Regions from separate parts of the Hordeum vulgare genome. Here region 2 is linked to region 1. The links are chromatin contacts, called in public Hi-C maps. All regions are on one chromosome and are shown on one strand. The core of a region is the stretch at or near the end of the contact, and the rest is flanking DNA. Distances in the headings are between cores, read along the strand shown.

Region 1 (3,112 bases), core at 568-3,067:
GCCAGCATTTTCTATAAAATTCCGTCGGAAACCGTCCGGCCCCAGAGCCTTATTTTGTTTCATTTGTACTATTGAGTCGTACACCTCCTGCTCGGTAAATGGGGCAGATAGCACCTCATTCTCATCTGAATTGAGTTGAGGTTTATCATGAGTTGTGCTTTCATTCAAGGAAACCCAAGTCTCCTCGGGTGCACCAAATAATTTCTTGTAGTATTCAGATATATATATATCTTTAAATTCTCGTGACCTACTATTGTTCCTTCATCTTTCTCTATTTGGGTTAATTTTTTCTTTCGATGTTTGCCATTTGCAATCATGTGAAAGAATTATGTGTTATCGTCCCCATGTACCACCTTTGTCACCTTAGCTCGAAGTGCCCATTTAATCTCCTCCTCTCTCAGTAACTTTTGCAAATTCTTCTCAGCTTCAATTTTGTTATTCCTATCAGTCAGATTGAGCTGAGGAGACTCAGCTTTCACATCTAATTCATCAATCAGACGAATGAGTCTTTCTTTTTCTTTTTTATATATACCGCTCTGATTTTTCGCCCATCCTCTCAAGAACCGGCACAAGTTTCGGATTTTGTTTTGCCATATTTCTATATTCGTAGATCCACCCGAATCCCTAGCCCATCCGTTAGCATGAGATCCATGAATCCTTCTCTTTCAAACCAACTTAGCTCAAAAGAGAAAAAAAATTCCCGCATAGTTGGCATCCCTCTATGAGAGGTGTGTGGTCTGAGATAGATCTTTGTAAAGCCCGTACTGAAACCAGCGGGTACTTCTGCTCCCACTCGACACTGGTCAATACCCGGTCCAACTTCTCATATGTTGGTACCCGTAATGAGTTCGCCAATATGAATTGTCTACGAGTGAGGTCAATCTCCCTCAAATCGTGACCACCGTGCATTGAAGTTATCATTGTTTTTTTCATTTTATCTTCTAATAATATTAAAATCTCCCCCACCATAACTGGCATTGTTTCATCTCCATAAATTCTTACTAGATCAGCGGGAAAATTAGATTTGAGCTCCGGTTGCGCCGCCCCATATACGGCCACCAGAGCCTACCTGAAACCATCAATTTTCGACCTCACACGAAATTTGACCGTAAACTCGCCATAAACCACACTCATCACCTATAAAGTTTCACACTTAACCCCAAGTAAGATTCCACCCGATCTATCCCTGGGTGGTAAAGAGTGCCAATCAAAATCCACTCCTCCTTATACAATCTAAAGATGTTATGTCGGTTTAATTTTTTGTAGGTGATCATAAGAGTATGATGTGCGTGCGTGTATTTATAGGGGTGAGTGTATGTGTGTGCATATTAGCGACTTCGATTGTAATGTTAAAAAAGTTTGGTTTAAACTGAATTTTTGGTCTTCCATGCTTTCCTAGGGCTTTCTTCCCTCCATTTCTCCCGAAACGGGTCATCTTCCAGTTTTGAAAATAATAGGGTCTCAAAATAAAAGAAAAGAGGCCCGTTTTCGTAGAATTACTACTTTCCAAGCAATTGTTTTGTTTCGCTGCACCGCAACTGTTTTCATTTGTTTTTGCAACAGCGACGTGTGTTTTGTTTTCCGAAGCTCATAGCGCCATCAGAGAATCAAAGGTAGAGAGCGAGACGGCGAGGCAACCCGGGCGAGAGAGGAAATAAATGGGGAGTGCAGCAGGCTCGTTGGCGGCGTGGCAGGCCCTCTCTGTCGCCTCCTTCCCCTATCTTAACTCTCTCCCTTCCCTTTCCTCCATCACTCTCCTCTCCCCCAAAAAGCTGCCTCCGTCCACCCCCGTCCTCTCCACCCCCACCCCCACCCCACCCCCACCGTACGCGCAGACAAGCCAAAAATTTAACCCACCGCGCGCGGTCGCACACCAGCCAGCTACCACTAGCCGCAGCACGCACAAGGCAGCAGCAGCTCGATCAAGCTGCCGCGCCGAGGCATCAGAGACGAGGAGGCGCGTAGCTGCTGCCAGGCGCAGATTTTTCACGCATGCCGCGGGGACTCGGGCCTAGACAGTAGAGGCCGGGCGATACAGCCGCGATCTATGGATCTGGGCGCATGGCGGGATTCCCTCTAGGCGGAGGAGGCCACCACAGCCGCGGCGCACGCGACGACGACGGCAGCCACCCTCCCGGCATCAACCCCTCCGCATCTTCCTCCTCCGCGGCCGCCTTCCTCTACGCCACCACCCCATCGCGTGGCGGCTTCCAGCTATGGCAGGGGCAGCCGCAGCACGAGCAGCAGCAGCACCCGTTCTACGGCGGCCCCTCCTCCAGCATCATCCGCTTCGCCGATGACCCGGCCGCCTCCGGGTCTTCGTCGCGGGGTGGGGGGAGAGGGTCTGGCGCTGGCACAATCAGCTGCCAGGACTGCGGCAACCAGGCCAAGAAGGACTGCCCCCACATGCGCTGCCGCACCTGCTGCAAGAGCCGCGGCTTCGACTGTGCCACCCACGTCAAGTCCACGTGGGTGCCTGCCGCCCGCCGCCGCGAGCGACATCACCAGCAGCCGCAGGCCTCCGCCGAGCAGTTCAAGCGCCCTCGGGAAGGCGGCCAACCCTCCTCCACCACCCCTACCACTACTTCTTCAGGTACTCTCTTCTTATAATCTACTTCCTCCGTCCCACAGCCACAATATATATTGTGGGACGGCTGCACCCACACTAGCTGGCTATTTCTCTTTCCTTTTTGTACAGCTCAGCTCAGAAGAGCTCGGACAGACCGTGAGCTTGATGAAACCAGTGTTTTGAATTGTTGATTAATTAGGGGAGCATCAGCAGCAGATGATGGCGGCCGACAGGTTCCCGCGGGAGGTGAGCTCAGAGGCTGTGTTCCGCTGTGTGCGGCTGGGCCCGGTTGACGAAGCCGACGCCGAGGTGGCGTACCAGACCGCCGTCAGCATCGGCGGCCATGTCTTCAAGGGCATCCTGCACGACGTAGGCCCAGACACCTCCATCACCCGCACAGGACACCACGCCGCCGAAGGTTCCTCCCCGAGCACGGCAGCTGCTGGCGGCGCCGAAGGAGGCAGCGGATCTACGGGTGCCGCCGCCGTGTCATCATCGGCTGTGGTCATGGACCCGTATCCCACGCCCGGCCCGTACGGTGCT
Region 2 (3,228 bases), core at 553-3,052, 440 kb before region 1:
TAGGTGCGCAGAAATGGACCGGAATGCTATTGCCGCCGTAGTCTAACCGTATAATGAATGAATACGGACGACATGTAGCCTTGATACGGGGAATATCTTATTCGCCGCTCTGTGCGAAGTGGTGTCGGGGCTTCATATAGATTGTGAAGGAGTGCGATTTTAAATGAGCTGGCCCATTTAGCGGGTTTCAATGACCCGGTTTTGGGAACCTTCGTTCCTAGCCGTTTTTTTTCTTGTTGTGAAACTTTTAGAACGTTTCTTGAACCGTTATTTTTTTTCTTTTTGCTTTTCTGTTTCTTTTTTTCTTTTCTGTTTCTGGTTCAAAAAATGTTATAGTTTTCAAAAAATGTTTTGGATTTTTAAAAATTGTTCTCAATTTTAATAAAATACTCTATATTTTCAAAAAATTGTTATCAGTTTCGAAGTTTATTCTAAACATTCAAATTTGTTTTCGTTTTCAAAATTTCTTTTGAAGGTTCAGAAAATGTTCGTACTTTAAAGAATTGTTCGTGGTTCCAAATTTGTTCGGGGTTTTTCGAAATTGTTCTTTGTTTCAAAATTATGTTCGCTAGATTGAAAAAATCTTCGTGCTTTAAAAAATTTCTCGCGCTTCCAAACTTGTTCAGGACTTTCAAAATTGTTATCGGTTTCAAAATTTGTTCTCAAGATTCAAAAAATATTTGTGCTTTAAAAATGTGTTCGCTCTATAAAATTTGTTCAGTGTTTTTCAAAATTGTTATCCGTTTCAAAATTTAGTTCTCAAGACCAAAAAATGTTCTCTTTTAAAAAAAATTTCACGCTTCCAAATTTGTTCGGGGTTTTTCATAATTGTTCTCCGTTTCAAAATTTTGCTCTTAAGATTCAAAAAATGTTTGTACTTTAAAAAATTGTTTGCGCTTCCTAATTTGTTCATAATTTTTCAAAATTGTTCTCAGTTTTAAAATTTGTTCTCAATATTCTATTAGCGTTTTTAAAATTTGTTCACGCTTTCAATTTTGTTCGGGGTTTTTTTAAAAAAATCTCCATTTCAAAATTTTGTTCTCAAGATTCAAAAATGTTTTTGCTTTAAAAAGTTGTCCGTGCTTCCAAATTTGTTCAGGACTTTTCAAAATTGTTCTCGGTTTCAAAATTTCTTCTCAAGATTCAAAAAATGTTCCGCTTTAAAAATTTGTTCAGTCTTTCAAATTTGTTCGCCGGTTTTCAAAATTGTTCTCCATTTTAGAATTTAGTTCTAAAGATTAAAAAAAAGTTCGTGCTTTAAAAAATTGTCTGCGCTTCTGAATTTGTTCTCGATTTTTAAAATTTGTTCTGGGTTTGAAAATTTGTTTTCAAGATTTCAAAAAATGTTCGTGCTTTAAAAAATTGTTTGCGCTTTCAAATTTGTTTTCCGTTTAAAAAAATATTATTGTTTTAAAAATGGTGGGAAATTCAACATTTGTTCGTTTTCATATTTTTTTAAAAAAACTATACAAGCACTTTCCCAACAAACAATGAAATTTGTGTGTTACTGCTTGCGGGTAGGTAGATTATGAAACTCCTGGTATAAATTTTGTACGAAACAGTGAAATTCCTGGTAAAACATCAGGGAACAATAGAACAGCAGGGAATGGTATTACAGCAGGACCAGGAGAACAGGAACACAACGACGCACATGAAATAGTTGAAATAGCGACGCGGGAAACAGCTCTCGGGAACAACTCGCGGGAAACGACCGGAAAACAGCGACGCGACCCAGAAATGCCCGCAAGTACGCACCTGTGTGCGAAGTTGGAGCTATTTGACACAGAATGCGTCCAATAGGATCTCCCTTGATATGGGTCCGTGTGAGGGATGGCACACACTTTATTAATTGATGGGGCGCCGGCCCAGTTTAGGTCGTCGTGGATTCCCAGCGCACGTCTTGTTATTGTTTATGAGAGCTCGTGGTATAGTTGCATTTTAGTGATTCTGTTTTGGTTATCTACTCCTTCGTTCCGAAATACGGTATGTGGTTTTAGTTTAAATTGAAATAAAACTACAACAAGTATTTTTGAACAAAGGGATATAGTGCTTAAACATACTAAATCATTCATTGTGTATTTAAATAAAAGTTCTTCAAGTATTTTCTTTCTAAAAATCATTATACACTAAAAACAGCATTCAACATTTTTTAAACTATATACGTGGTGTAGAAGAAATTATTCATCATGTATTAAAAACTTGTTCACCATGTTTAACAAAATGTCTCCAATGAATCAAGAAAATGTTTGTCGTGTAACAAAAATGTTAACAGTGTAATAAATTAATGTTTCCCACGTTTAACAAAATGAGCAATGTCTATTAAAATAGTCAATCATGTATTAGGAAATGTTATAAATGTCTCAAAAGAAAAGACCTCGAGAAACCATGTTTAAAAATGCTTGTATTGCAATATTATTCAAGATGTATTGAATTAATATTCACCATGTTTTAGCAAAATGTTCACTATCCATAAAAAAAGTTAGTAGTTTATTAAAATATCAGTATGACTAAAAATAAAAATGAAAAGAAAAAAGAAAAAAAAATCCAAAAAACCGAAGCAAAAAGCACAACCGAAACCAAAACAAAGTTGCAGCAATGCTGCAAAATGAAACAACAAGAGAAACGAAAAGAAGAATCAAAACAGAAATTAATAAAAACAAGCAACAACACAATAAAAGGAACAATGTGAAAACAAAATCCAAAAAGCATCAACAGGAAACTGAAAAATACTGGAGCAGCGCAAGGTGGGCCGGCCTAATTCGCGTTGCTCGTGGGCGTCGTGCCATACGTTCGACGCCTACGGGTATGAAATAGCATCAGCTGACTTATAATAGCTATATCGCACATGCAGCTGGTATACGCATCGGCCTTGTAGGGGTTATTTAGTTTTAAGTTTGTTTGATTTCCTTCTGTTCTTTCTATCCCCCCACTCCCCCCCCCCCAACCCCCCTTGGTTCTGCTCTAGTTTTCCATTTATTTGTTCATTATTCTTTGACTTTCTCGCCTCTTCATGTTTTCTTCTCCAATACATTAACATGTTTTGAATGAATATATATTTTAGACATTATTTTACTGTACTTTTCTAAACAAAATCCTAAATGCATGAATATTTTTAAACATATGAACATATTTTAAATGAAAAAATCTTGGTCAACATGAATATTTTTGTAGTGCATGGGAATTTTCTTTAAATGTATGAGCAATTTTAAGGAACAATTACATTTGTGT

Evidence for each region. Hi-C and Micro-C count contacts between places; a contact is called where the count stands out from the background.
Region 2: a Hi-C map of leaf shows a contact between it and region 1, with 5 times the contacts expected there. The contact joins the enhancer-like site here to the promoter of LOC123411956 in region 1. A contact is called at or near these places in 3 of 6 Hi-C or Micro-C datasets (leaf and seedling) and 1 of 1 datasets of contacts at active chromatin or transcription factors (embryo).

The regions. Positions count from the first base shown.
Region 1 is chr7H:234,554,097-234,557,208 of MorexV3_pseudomolecules_assembly, reverse strand. LOC123411956 (protein SHI RELATED SEQUENCE 1-like) reads left to right here and starts at 1,817. Exons shown (of 2, transcript XM_045104917.1): 1 at 1,817-2,593; 2 at 2,769-3,112. The coding sequence starts at 2,062.
Region 2 is chr7H:234,992,120-234,995,347 of MorexV3_pseudomolecules_assembly, reverse strand. No RefSeq gene overlaps it. Among protein-coding and RNA genes, the nearest start is that of LOC123408494, 160 kb to the left of the region's middle. Within about 2 kb of position 1,802, at least 2 of the 3 cell types and tissues checked have open chromatin away from gene starts, as enhancers often do. A contact at or near this core is called in leaf, where this site is marked.